Regions from separate parts of the Mus musculus genome. Here region 2 is linked to region 1. Evidence: chromatin contacts called from public Hi-C data. All regions are on one chromosome and are shown on one strand. Each heading gives the region's core, a stretch centred on a gene start, on an enhancer-like site or on the middle of the called end of the contact. The rest is flanking DNA. Distances are from core to core; before and after follow the strand shown.

The links. A called contact is a pair of places that touch in the nucleus more often than the background predicts.
Region 2: a contact with region 1 is called in a Hi-C map of uterus. The contact joins the promoter of 1700080F18Rik here to the enhancer-like site in region 1. A contact is called at or near these places in 1 of 484 Hi-C or Micro-C datasets (uterus), 1 of 115 datasets of contacts at active chromatin or transcription factors (embryonic stem cells) and 1 of 9 other capture datasets (adipose tissue).

Annotation. Positions count from the first base shown.
Region 1 is chr6:118,789,441-118,796,682 of GRCm38.p6, forward strand. The region is part of intron 3 of Cacna1c (calcium channel, voltage-dependent, L type, alpha 1C subunit); the gene reads right to left. Among named protein-coding and RNA genes, the nearest start is that of 1700080F18Rik, 48 kb to the right of the region's middle. Within about 2 kb of position 2,666, at least 62 of the 459 cell types and tissues checked have an H3K27ac peak or open chromatin away from gene starts, as enhancers often do. A contact at or near this core is called in uterus, where this site is marked.
Region 2 is chr6:118,836,152-118,843,393 of GRCm38.p6, forward strand. It overlaps 1700080F18Rik (a long non-coding RNA gene), which reads left to right and starts at 4,437. Exons shown (of 2, transcript XR_003956354.1): 1 at 4,437-7,242. The region is part of intron 3 of Cacna1c (calcium channel, voltage-dependent, L type, alpha 1C subunit); the gene reads right to left.

The DNA of each region.
Region 1 (7,242 bases), core at 1,416-3,915:
GGCACATTTCTCCAACATGGAGGCTCAAAAACAGTGAGAGTCACCAAGGTTAACATGCTAGTCCTGCCCTTCCTCTCACGCTGGAAGCTCCTCACAGATGACAGTGTGCCTTGCTCTCCCAGGCGTTGCACTCACCTCTTGGTGTGCAACTGCAGGCACAGTGAAAGATGGCCTCCTTCTTAGACAGCCCTTCTCCACCCCCACCATGTGAATTAAATAAGACCCTTCACTCCAGAGACATGGACTACAGTTGTAAGAGTGGTATGATCTCACTCACACATGAAGATCAGGAGGGTCAATCTTATAGGAAAGACTGAAATAATCACTAGAGACTGGGGATGGGAGGCAGGAAATGTGTCCTGGAAATAGGCACCAACATATAATATACAGAAGCAACTAATTCTGGCCTTTTACAGCACAGCACAGAGACTATGGTCTATAGCCATGTAGTACAGTCACTAAGAGCAGAGACCGGGAGATCCTGCCTGACTCACCCAAGTAAAAGCATTGGGGTGGGGGGATGCAAATTCTACCTAGCTGATCATTATGCCTTATAGGTGTGTTCACAGTTACCTTATCACACCCCATAAATATTCACAAATATCAATTAAGAAATGAAATCGAGTAGGGTGCTACCTCCACCCATGGGCTCCCGGTCTATAGGATGCTGGATGGTTTGCATCATGGAGACAAATTATCAAGCAACACTACTTGTGGACAGCCCTTCAGTGAGCACTGCAGACACCAGAAGTGCAGGACAAAAGAAGGGCTAGATTTGCTAGGGTGGAGGCTGGTGTGTCTGACGTTAGATAGCTGAATCTTAGATGCATGAAAAACGCACATGTAGGCAATAAGGTTCCTGGGAGACACAAAAGGCAGGGCATTTTTTTTTGCCTTAGTTTTCAGTGTAGAACAAATATTTCGTGAAAAAATATACGAATCTGTGAAAATAGCATAATGGTGGTGGTGACGACAGTGTTCGCTGCAACGAGGAAGGAGCTGCCAGTATTCTGTACTTATTGTAACCTAGAATAACACCAGGGAGAAAGAGAAAGGCTTAAGTTACAGCAGGCTGTGAGTAATAGCTCAGAGTCCATATTTTATATTAAGGATGTTGCACCTGGATTTAAGAAACAGGGTGAAGGGCTCAGGCTGTAGCTCAGTGGTGGAGGCCCTATGCCCCAATCTTGGGGACATGGGGGGGGGAAGGGTAGAGGGATAAGACACCACAGAGAAGAGAGAGAGAGAGAGAGAGAGAGAGAGGGAGAGAGAGAGAGAGAGAGAGAAGACACCACAGCCGGGAGAGAGACAGGAAGAGACACATACATAGAGAGATTGAGAAAGACAGAGCACAAGAAGGCGGGAGAGAGAGAGAAGTTACCACAGACAGAGACAGAGAAACAGATAGATAGAAGATAGGTAGATGGATGGATGGATCAATAGATAGATAGATAGATAGATAGATAGATAGATAGATAGATAGATAGAGAACACCATGGTGATGAAATGGCAGTAGTCTGCGAGTGAAGGATAATAGTTGTTTAGTTGTTTTAGGAAGATGTTTGGATGGCTTGGACTGCTTAGGGAGACAACCACAGGGTTCCAGGAATGGGACAGTGACCATTGACTAGCGAGGGCAGGTGTAGCTGGGAGAGCAGACATGCTGCACACAGCCTACAGGCCACAGAGGAGCCATCAGTGACTAGATGGCTGCCTGGCTATCCTAAAGGCATATCTCATTTTAAAAATGTTTCTTGTGAGCTGTAAACAGGGATAATTCTGGCTCTTTGTGGGTGTCTCCTTTTCCTTGTAAAAATTGGCCTGCCCTGCCTGCGGATCGGTTCAATTACAATGATATAAAACAGAAAGCAGAAAACGGTGGGACATGCCCTAAAATGGAGTGTACAGTAAAGGTGACTCAAGATCTCTTCCTTCAGGGACCTTTGCAGTGGGGAGGTGAACTATGGGTTGCCTTCCCAGGTGGAGTTGAGTTCAGTGGTGAAAAATCTCAGCTCATGGAACTCCAGGCGCCAAGGGCTTTAGATCCCTGCAGCGCCCCCTCCCCCAGTCCCTGTGATGTTTTCTAAGCCCCATGTCACAGGATATTCATTGTGAAGCTGCAGGACAGCCACCCAAGTGCTGCTTGCTATGGCTTCCTTGGTCACTGCCATAGTAGGGAGATAGCTCAGCCAAATAGGGTTCCTAGCTCCTGCTTCATGCTTCTCGCCAGGTCCTGGGCACAGTTCTTTACATATATCTTTATATACATAGTTTCGGCCCGTGGCAGGCAAATTGACAGTCACATTTTACAGGACGAGTAACAGCTCTGTGATGGACTGTAGAACTCTGGGTTCCACTTTTAGTCTCATTGATGCTACCTGGTGACCTGGGGGGAGGTCACCCAGCCTCTGCAGACCCTATATTTTCTCATCCACGAAATGAAAAGGCTAATTTATCATAAGCTCCTAAACTTGGCTCTCTCAGGCACCTAGACCTGCTCTGGGCCTCCATCCAAGATCTGTTGTGCTGGAGTCTTCGGAATTTGGCTATCAGAGCGGCTGGCAAGCTCCCCAGCCTGAAGAATGTAAACGATCTCCATGGCTACTTCTAGCCACGGTATTCTTTTTCTCATATGTGTTCCCCACCCCTGGCCCTCTCTGGCACCCAGGAGGAGGATGCTCTGCAGCAGAACAGCTTGGGCTCCGAGGGTGGGGAATGAGAAAGAGCTGCCCACAGACTGAAGCAATGGGTGGACAGAATCAGCAGTAAGCAGCCCCCAGGCAAGAGGATCAGCTGGGCCAGCAGCCAGCCAGGGCAGGGAGGTAGGGCATGGTTCCATGGACCCAGCTTCCTGTTGAGAGATGTGGAAAACACACAGAAAGGGTGATCTGTACTTCTAGGAGCTGACAGCCATACACTGACCACTGCAGACCCAGGAAGATACAAGCAGCAATCACTGACGGGAGGACAGACTGAGGCTGCTCAATGTAAGGCAAGAAAAGAGGAGACAAGCAGTGTTTTTGTACATGACAGTCCAGCATTGGTTCCATGCCTTTCTGCCCCCCAAGACGGGACTAAGGATGAGCAAGTGGGGGCAGGTCTACCAGATCAGTTAACTAATTTCTGATCTCCAGGTAAGACATTCAATGTCTTTGCCTTCCAGTTAGGAATAATCTTGGCCCTATTCACTCAGGATGAACCTAAACAGCAGATCGATGGCAAGTTAGGAACACTACTTGTTACTGTCTGTTTGTGCCTGCCCCAGCTCAGGTTCATATGCTAAAGTCTGAACTGCCAGGCTAACGGCTCTGTGGCTATCATTCTGGGACTTAGGATTAATCTACTAATGTGTACGCATGTTTTGCTTCAAGATTGTAATCATCCCCACTTCCCCACACTGTATTTAAACATCCTGTGTCTTTTTTTTTTTTTCGGCTTCTCTATAACATACACAGTGATCCTGCAACATCAGAGAGCATAGGAAGGGGCCTATGTGTGTCTGTTTGTGTGGTGTATGTTTGTGGGAGACCAATTCCTGCTCTGGGCCTGAGTTTCCTAACAACCTGCGAAATCCCAGGCCTGTCCCTTCAGGGGTGTTTGCTGATTCGCTGGGTCTCACCCTAGGTCTTGCTTTTCTTATGTAGCTGAGAATAAGTATTTTGCTGGCCCTCATCTGGTCCATTCCAGCTTAAGCTCTGCCTTTGCCGCATGCAGCATCCTCAGATAGGCATAGGGTTGCCATTCTATTATTCTGCCAAGTGGAAATGGTTAAAGAGACGATCACCGGCTATCATCCTAGAATAACAACCACTCACCACCTCTACTAACTGTCCCTGTCACCATCACACATGCACACTACACTCCTATTCTCATCCTGCTAAACATCAAAGAATCTTTTCTGCAAATGGCACAGGCCACAGGTAGCCAAGTTCTCTGGTTCAATGGATACTTCCTACATCCCTTCTATGAAGGCATCCTCTGGCCTCCAATCCAACCAACCCACCAATGGAAGCTGTTTTTTTTTTTGTTGTTGTTTGTTTGTTTTTGGTTTTTGTTTTGTTTTGTTTTTTTTTTGTTTTGTTTTTGAGACAGGGTTTCTCTGTGTAGCCTTGGCTGTCCTGGAACTCACTTTGTAGACCAGGCTGGCCTCGAACTCAGAAATCTGACTGCCTCTGCCTCCCAAGTGCTGGGATTAAAGGCGTGTGCCACCACTGCCCGGCTGGAAACTGTTAAAAACAGCTGCATTGCAAGTTGAGTTCTGTGGTGAACACCTTTACTACCAGGACTCTGAAGGCTGAGGCAGGAGGATTACGGGTTCAAGGTCAGCCTAGACTACTTAGTGATGCTCTCAAGAGTCAATGATCATTCCCTTGCTTCTTTAAGCTAAGCTGGCTTTGTCACTTGTTTGGCCAAGAGAACACTGCAGAAGTTACAGGATATAACATCTAAGCCTTGAGCTGTCAGGCTCTGAAGCATTTCTCTGTAGAAACAAACTTCAGCTAGACTACTAGAAATAATGATACAATCAGCCAATCTAGCCTGGGCCAGCTCCAGCATCCCAGCCAACCAGGGCCAGCTCCAGCATCCCAACCAGCCAGGGCCAGCTCCAGCATCCCATCCAGCTAGGGCCAGCTCCAGCATCCCATCCAGCCAGGGCCAGCTCCAGCATCCCACCAGCTCATAGTAGACATATGACCAATGACCTGGCTAAGACTTCTATGCTAGGACCAACAAAATGCACAACTGAGCCCAATCCCAACAACCAACTTATAAGACACACAAGCTAAATAGAGAGTTTTTTAAAGTCACTATATAGTAAGAGGAGGGGACACCATCTTTCTAGCCATAATTTGCCTATATCTTCTATGCCTTGCCTTTGGAATAGAAGTTGGGCTTCCAGTGTCTAACACTTTACCTAAATTATCCTCACCTCAGCCTCAGGCTTATAGTATCTGTTTCTATCCTGAGACGTTATCCAATCTTAAAGATTCAACATTCCATTTCACTTCCTTGGCCTTTGGCTGAATAGTGATCACCTTGTGGTATTCCTTGCTGTTAATTTACTTGTGATATCGTTAACTTTACATGGTTCATTAGACGCTGCCTTCTCAGTTAGATTGCAGTCTTTCAGGGGCAAAGTCTTGTCTTTCATTCAGACACCATTGCACGGGATTGCTATTTTTTTTTTCTTATTGGTGAGTTTTAGCAGCCCCACAGAGACCTGAGCACAAGCCCTAGGTCGCTTCTCTGCAGTGCCCTATCTGTCCTATCTGTCCCCGGGCTGCACTCTGCTTCCCCCAGAGCTTTACACCAGGTCTGTGCTCATATTTACGACAAAGGAGCCTGAAAACACGGCGAATAGTCACCGATTTAGTTTCCTATCTGTTGTATGATGAAACATCTGCACAAAAAGCAATGTAGGGGAGGAAAAGGTTTGTCTGGGTTACAGTTCCGGGTTAGAGCCCATCATTCAGGGAAGTAGGGCAGAAACTTAAGCAAGAAGTCACATCACATCTGTAGTCAGAAGTAGAGTAAGCAAGCTACCCACTTGTTCTCATCCAGCTTTCTCCCGTCTCATAATTCAGGATCCACAGCCTAGACATCGGTAAAGTGGAAATGGGCTGGGTCTTCCTACATCAATCAACAATCAAGACCATCACCCATAGGCCAAAGACCGTCACCCATAGGCCAGCCAGATCCAGAAGAGTCTCCCACCAAGACTCTTCTATGGGCCGGAGAGAAGTCTCAGCGGTTAGAAGGGCTCACTGCTCTTGCAGAGGACCCGAGTTTGGTGGCCAGCAGTTTGTGGTAGCTCACAACCACCTGCAACTTTAGTTCCAGGGAAACTGATGCCCTCTTCTGGCTCCTGTGGGTGCCTGTACACACTTGATATACATAGAGTCATTTACACTCATGCATATGCACATACATTTAATAATTAAATTTTTTTTTAAAAAGACTCTTGGGACTGGACAAATGACTCAGTAGTTAAGAGCACTTGTTGTTCCTGGAGAGAATCCCAGTTCAGTCCCCAGCACCCACAGAGTAGTTGGCAACCATCTATAACTCCAGTCCCGGGGAATCTGACGCCCTCTTCTGGTTTCCTCAGGCACTGCACACTTGTGCAGCACAGATACACATGTGGGCAAAACATCTATACACATAAAATAAAAATCAATGAATCTTTTAAAGGGGGAGGGGGGAAGAGAATCTTTTCTCAGATGGGCCTGGCTTACGGTGGTTTGAAGGCTAAAGTCAAGGTACGGAGAGAATGAGAGAAGCTTCCCCAGCCCAAAGCAAAGCAAACTTCACTTGCAAAGTTTGGTCTCTCAAATCTGTTAGGGATTTCTTGAACTCTCTGGAAACTTCCCCCTCCCTTTTATTCCTGTGACCTTCCATTTGTCCTGGACACTGGCCTTGGCCAATGCAGGCTTCCAGCTTTCTGTCTTCACTGGGTCTTTCAAGTTAACTACAGAGCTTTGAGGAGAGGACAGATAAAAAGCTTAGCATTGCAAATGAGGAATGCTGAGCCAATGCCCACAAAGAGGGAGGCATTTAAAGCAGGCCTGAGGAAGGCAGGCTGCTAAGGTTACTCTGTAGAGGGAAAAGGCAGAGGCCCTGCTGGTCTCACCTCTGGCCTTACTTTTCTTTTGTGGACAAGAATAAGTCAGGGTGAGGTGTTTGGCTGGCCCTCCCTCCATCCTCCATCCAGAGCTTTGTTCCTACCCAGACACCACACTCAGCTAAGCAGGTTTTCATACGGGCTTGTGTGTGTGTGTGTGTGTGTATGCATGAGTGTGTGCTTGTGTGTAGGTGTGTTGCTCTAGTGCTGAGGTGTCTAACAGTCTGATGACTCTAGGCATGTCTATTTCAGGGGAGCTCTGAAGCTTGGCCCTTGCTGCAACTCTCTCCTTACTATTCAGCTATCCCAGTAAGGATTCTCTTAGACTACAAACACCCCATCGGGGGCTCCCAGCCTACCATACTGCCAAGGCCCTTCCCCAGTGTGAATACTTTTCCTCCCTGTCCCTCTACCTCCAAACCATGGCCTCTGCCAGCTCAGTTTTCCAATGACAATGAGGTTGCCTCTATTCCTGGGATCTCAAGCCAGCAGAAGAGGCAGACAAGCTGAGGGGCCCACAGCTTAGGAACTCCATGAGACATGAATGCTAAACTGAACACACTCTCTGGGCTCTGTTCTTCCACAGAGGAGCCTTTCTGTGATGTGTCACCCTGCTTTTC
Region 2 (7,242 bases), core at 3,187-5,686, 48 kb after region 1:
TTTGTTCTAATGGAGAATAAAAGGACCAATTGGCTCAGCCACTGGGGCCTTTACTGCAGATACTTTAGCATTTAAAGCATTTACAGGGTTGTACCACAGACAGATACCCCAGGGATACGTGTTGGAACCTTCTGTTTCTGTACCTGGTCAGTCTGCAGGTACACACCTTTGGCAACAGCTGCAGACGTGACCCCTTAGAAGATGCTGCGACCCATTTACTTTAGACAAAGGCAGAAACAGTTCACATTCATCGTTTGTAAAGTTACCCGTTTACATCCATTATTTCTTGCTTATGTGCCTTACTTAGACTTACTTGGATTTCAGTGTTTCCAAGGAGAACAATCAGAAGAATAAGCATGCAGGAAGAATGAATGCCTGATCATTTCATGTATCAAGCACAGCAGCAAAAGGTTAATTTACATCCGCTGTGTCTGAGCCCCTTTAGTTCTTTCTGCTCCCGTGATTTAAAAAAAATACTTGTCCAGCTACAAAAATATTTAGCCGATATGAAACAGTGTTTTGTAGACATGACATGCTCACTGCACACATGAACCCAGAGCAGGCCTTGATTCCCACATCAGACTTGCTCCAAATCAAGCCAGTCAAAAGCTCAGCGTGGATTGGGGAAGCTGAGAGCTATCAGCAGTGGATGGCTGCTGGGGCAGAGGGCCAGTTCTCTTCAGGGAATCTGGCCCCTGGTAGGCTTCCCTCCTGCAGTGGATGGCTTAGCCGGATACATAATAAAGGCAGCACCAACCGAATTAGTGGATGAAAACCGGACGTGATGTTCACAGGGAGATAAGGGAGGATCCTGGGAGAGGGGGTGGGGCGAGAGGAGTGTCAGTAAATATGATCAAAATACGTTGCACACATGCATGAAATCCTCAACAAATAAAAGTATACTTTAAAATAAATGAAAAATTAAAAAAAAAGAAAGTGAAGAAAAGTTACTGAATCATTTAGTTGTCAAGTAGTTTCCCAGAGCAGTATAACTTTCTTTATAAAATATTGTATGTTTTCCTTAGAGTGCCATAATTCATTGAAAATTATTTCATAAATTACAAGTGGAAAGTATTTAGCATGGAAATAGCTTGAGAGGATGGCCAGTTCTGTTTAATGTTTTATGAAGTTTTCATGAATAATCCAAGACTAATTGTTAAGAACACATGTATTAAATTTATGTAGGTGTAATAAAATTTCTTATGAATGTACTTTTCCACTACGTTCTTTACAGCTTTTCATGTAAATTAGTGTTTTGGTTTGGAGACTTCTCTAGAGGAAATTGTACATTCTTGGAAATTGATTCCTTATTCCCTCTTGGCAGCTAATGGGTTTTTACCAAGTTTAAATGCAAATTGTATCATAACAACAGACGATACTACATAACTACCATTCTCAACCATGTCCTATGTTCCCCTTCTCCCCCCCCCCACAAATGCTGTGTAGTTCTCCCTCCCCCCCCCCCCCGGGTGGAAGGGAAACTGGCTGGCAAAAGATAGGTTCCACTTACAACTTTGGTTTATTGAGTTATCTAACATAGGAAGCCATGGCTGCTCCTGGCTCCTGGTTAGCTGTGACACCTGTGGATATTAACTTAAGTTCTGCGCTTTTGAATCCTTCCTGGTTTTTCCTCCCCTCCCCTCTCCTTCCCTCCCCTCCCCTCCCCTCTTTTCCTTTCCTTTTTGTTCTCTCTTTCTTTCTCTCTCTTCCTCCCTCCCTCCCTCTCATCCCTCCCCTCCTCTCCTTTCCTTTCCTTTCCATTTTGTTCTCTCTCTCTCTCCTCCTCCTCCTCCTCCTCCTTCTTCCCTCCCTCCCTCCCTCCCTCCCTCCCTCCCTCCCTCTTCCCCCCCCCTCTCTTTTGTCTCCCTTGGCTATTCTAGAACTCACTTTGTAGACAAGGCTAGCCTGGAACTCACAAAGCTCTGCCTACCTCTGTCTCCTGATTGCTGGGATTAAAGGCGTGCACCATTGCTGCGTGGCTCACTCCTGTTTTTTGAAAACTTCTTTATTATTTTTATTCTCAGGTGCACAAGATCATGTTCATTTCTAGCCGTCTGTCTTGTCATCAATCATTCCTAGTTGGTGGCAGATCTCTTAAGAAAAGACCGTGTAATCTTTCTGGCTCCTCCCAGTGTTTACAATACCTGCTTCCTCTGCTTGTACTCCACAGACTCTCCTCACCCTCTTTCCTGCTACACATCTCTCCATGGATGAGACTGTGTTATCGCCCTGGAAACTTTAGCTATCCTTAATGGTCTCTGCCTTTAAAATCCTTCCTCGTCCTCTCTAAATAACCGCGGGGCTGAGCTACCCAAAGCTTACAAAGCTTACATACTGCTAGGTATCTCCTCAGCACTCTTCAGGAAACACCAAACAGCAGTGCCATTTTAAATGAAGTGCATCTCCACCCTACCCCCTTCTAGATTGTAAACTCCTCGAAAGCAGGGTTGATGCTGTCTGCCTGGCCTACTGTGCTCGTAAATACTGATGGTGAGGTGGAGTCCATGCATACAAAAGAAGAGAGAGCCTGGGTGAGACGACCCTGGTTGTGCACTGCAGAAGACACCATCCAGCCTCTATTTCACAAAGAAAGGGAGTGTGGCGGAGTGCTGGGGGATGGAGAGCCAGTTGAACCCACTTTTGCTAAGCCCCTTCAGGGAGTCTATGCGCAGTTCCAGGATCTACAAGCAAAGCAGAAGTAGGACTGGAGAATGGAGCACAACACTGCCAAGTAACATGGGTCAGAAAGAACATGCTGGCAGAAAGGGTGGGAAATGTGCCACCAGGCAAGCTGAGAACGGAGGAGAAAGATGAAGAACACAGACCATCTTTGAAAAGATAAAGACCTCTCAGATAAAGAGTGGCACGTGATTGCCTGGGCAGAAAGCTGCAGGGACCTTGGGCTGCAGGGAAGGAGTGTGGCGGCACTGTGAACGTGTGTGATGTGAGATCAGTGGAGGCAGAATGCTTGCTTGTCTCTAGACACGGCAACTGTGTGACCGCTTGAGGTCCTAGCTTCTGAAGCTTCCCTGCTCATCAGCACCTCTGGCAGGAAGTCAGGCCAGGAGGTGAAAGGCTGCTCCTTAAACAGTTCTGCTCAGTGACTGAAGGAGGAAGCTGAGCTGAACACATCTGAACTGGCTCCTCCCTCTCCTGCTCCTAGCTCATACTCCAGTGCGCTATCCTGGATGGTTGCTCTGTGAAGGCCACTGTGTAAATACGGGCACTTTGACTGGCTTTATTTCCTTTTGTCTCCAAACTCTGGGTCTCTATTTTTCCAAGAAGTTGTGGGAAGAGGCTCCTCACCTCGACTGACTCTGACGTGGAACCGTTTCTTGGGATGGTTCTGTTTATTAACTTTATCTCTGCTGCCAAAGGGGTGCTGAAAACCCCCAGCTTGCTAGGCTGCCTCCTTGGCTCCACCCCTCCTCCCAGTTTGGAACTTGACCCTTCTATTTATAACAGGCATGGTTTACTCCAGAGTCACAGCTGACCCCTCACTCCACCAGCCATCAAGACATTATGACTTAGAACCTAAGGAGGAAGGGCACGGTCCTCCCACCCCCTCACATGGCTGTTCCACATTACTGTTCTTGTGAGCCAGGACCTGATGAAGGCAGCATCAGAAGGGAAACTCCAGGCTTCTGACTCACCATTGTTCCACCACCCCACGCTTTGGTCCCATTTCTCCTCTTACTATCTGCTGCAGTCTGCATCTTCAGTGTTCTCCAGAGGTCCATGTGCGCTGCACACTGGGTCCCCAGTTTTGGGGCTACTGAGAAGCAGTGAAAACTTGGATTAGGTTGCTGGCAGTAGAAATCCTGGGACTCCGTTCCTTTCCTGTCTCTTTGTCTCCTGGCCACAATGAGATGAACAAGCCTTCTCTGCTGCAAGCTCTCACCAGCAGAAGCAACAGAGAGAGCCAAGTGCTCACACTCTGTAGCCAGTAGAAACAGACTTCTTAGCTGATTGTCTCCAGTAATTATTCGGTCTACAGCAAGCTGATTGATACATCTTATCCCATCACCCCTTTCTTCCTGAGTTTTCCAACTACCACACAGGCTATCTGCATGGGGCAACAGCAATAGTTCCATATTTGGTACTTAGGGTTGCCCAGGCATGCCTAAAAGGCAGAGCACAGCATTTAATGAAGAGAAAGATAACTGAACAGTACATATGATGTTACGCTTGGTCAAATGCAGGGTTGCTGATTTTAGAGTGTATGATCCCAACCCTAAGATAAACCGCCTCTCACCTACTGGTGGTCTGGAGTTAAGTGGCTACCTATCATAAACTTTTGAGTACCTGCACCTACCTTAATTCGATTTAAAGTGATTTCTAGCAGTGGAAAAAGTCATAGAAGTACTAATGTTGCCTCCAATCATAAAGAAAAGTCATGATGAATACACGCTAGAAGTCTGAAAGCAAAGATCTAACCATTTTCATCCTATTTCAGAGACACATTGGAATTCTACCTAGCGACCTCCTGGACCATGGTTAAGAACTGGTGGTCAGAGCAAGGGTGTTCAGAACAGAGAGAGATGTATATCCTTTCTGTAGCTGGGTGGCAGCAGTATCAACTTAGAAGCACTGCGAAGTCCCTGGAAATTAATCTCCAGTTAGTCTCCAGATTCTCCTGGAATTCCTCAAAGGTGATTGTTTGGATTTTCTCACAGCATCCGTCCAACAGCCCAGAGTGAGCTTCCCAAGCGTTTCTAACAGTCAATCCATTTATTATTAAACTGCCAATAAGAAATGCTCTCTACCGCTCTGTGAGTGCAAGAGGTAAGAGGTCGCATGTCCATCTTAGTGGTAGCGTGGATGCCCCCCCCCAGGCAGCAAGCTCAGGGAGACCATCTTAGCTCACGACCACAAAGCAGGCTGCCCAACAGCAGAAGTGCTCCCCAAATTGATAGAAGTTACATAGAGGACAACCTGGGGATGCTCTCAGAGCTGGTGCTGAGAGGTAGGAACGCTACAGCAAACCCATGTGATGAAGCCCAGTAGGTCAGTTACTTTAAAGTAGCTAATTTATAGGGTGTTTCCAATCCAAGGCTCTACCACATGTCTCCACAAACCCATTGCTGGGTGTGACAAAATGCATCAGCTTCGATGGCTCTAAGTTAGTGAGTCTCAGCCTTCCTAACACTGTGACCCTTTAACACAGTTCCTCATGGTGTGGCGATCCCCAACCATAAAATTATCTTTGTTGCTGCTTCTTAACTGTACTTCTTGCTACTGTTAGGAATCATAATGTAAGTATTTTTGGAGATGGGGGCTTGCCAAAGGGGTCACGACCCAAGTGCTGAGAATGAGTGCTCTAAAGTCATCAATGGGCAGAAGTGGAGGGGCCCTCAGGGACCAACTCATTCATGACCTTAACCCTGAGTTCAAAGACCCTTTGAAAGCAGCAGTTAGCCATGGATGGCTAGCCCCCGAGAGAGTGGCCAGAAGCACATTCCATATGTATACGATTCCAGGAGCTTCAGGAACCTTTTGAAGCACGTCCAGGTCAAAGACATTTGATGTCATTCCCTCCTCACTGTTCTTCATTCATAAATGATAAGGCAGGGACTGAGAAGTAGGGAGCCTTCGGATCACAGGCAGCCAAGCTGAGCACCAGTAACAGGGGCTCACTGTAGCCTAGGAAGGCACATGCTGAGGACGTGAACCTTAGGAGAGGCCAGACCACTAGAAATTGATTCTCTTCTCCCCATCCCTGCCCCACACGGTGCCAGTGGAAAGCCTCAGGGCTGGCTAAGAAGGAGGCTACACCTGCTGCAGGCTTTCCCATGATGTGCCCTGGTCTGAGAACACCATCCATCTCACTTGCTGTAATGAGGACAGTCCTCACCCCAAGTGGGGCTCCCAAAGAGGCTGGCCCTGTTATTTAAGGCTTTGTCTCTCTACAAATAATAAATGCAGAGAGCACAGGCCTGGGAAAGTTAATTAGTATTATTATGTCTGTAATTCTAATGTTGCTCACTGGCAGAGCTCTTGCGTGCCAGCTTTCAGCCCAGAGCAGGCGTCTGTGATATGCATGGGCATGAGCCTTGTAGAAGCTGAGCTTTTCTTGTGTCTAGAATGGGTAGCACCTCTGTTTGGGGTTGAGGGGCCTAGAGGATGAGGCTGTTGGGGAGAGTTTCTCTCTGTGTACCCCAACCCAACTCCCATCCCCACCCCTACCCCCACCCCCAGCCAGTGTTTCAATTCCCAGCAAAAAGAACAAGAGTGTTGTTGAAAATGCAAATGTCCCAGCCATCTTATTGCAATAGGATGACACATCGGATGCTGCCTCAAATGGCTTCTGCATGCATTCTTCAGGGGAGCAAAGGGGCTCGAGGAAACAGCTAGGACCTCACCGACCCATTAAGGGCCCAGTTGATAAGAACCGGTAGAAGGCTCTAAGAGAGCGATACTTAAGTCGAGTATCACCAGATTGAGGAGGAGGCCGCTCAACATTGCGACACACCCCAGGCACACGATTACATACTCCCATGCCTCCCACCATCATTCCGACCTTTGCAGGCTAGGTTTGTAACAGACCATTGTCTAGAGGCTAGGGATGTACTTCAGGCAGCAGAACACTGATGTAGCATGCATGAGGCCCAAGGTTTCATCTCCAGCACCACAAAAACCAGCATAGTGGCACACACCTATAATGACAGCGTTTATGAGGTGGAGGCAGGAGAACCAAGCAAGGTTAGCTTGGGATACATTAGAGCCTGTCTCAACTCAACCCAACCCAACCCAAACCCGTAGTCTAGCTATTGCTTTTCAGTTGCCCAAAATCACAGGTGTTCTTCCTATAAAGAAACAGGCTTCTTTATACATTAAAGCAGCAAAAACAAGTGCAAAAAGTGACATGAAAAATGACAAATTTTGTTCTGCATGAAACAGATTCAAACCACACAAATGATGCCCAAAGACATTAACCCAGGGTCAGTGTCTTCCTTTCAGAGCACATGCTCAGCCAACAATAACTCCGACACAAAAGAGGCCCCAAGCACTGGGTGGTGCTGGATCCATGTTACAATTGATTTGACCGTTCTAAAGATGGCACTGGGAAACAGGGGACTCAGATTAAGGGCATCCTGGCACTGTGGTTAGCTGTCTGTGGCAGGTAAGACTCGCTCAATGCCACTTCCATATGTCTCTGCCATGTGAACTTGAATAACTTACTTTTATGTCTTGAGGTCATGTCTTCTTACCCATGGAATGAGAAATGGACAAGGCCTCATC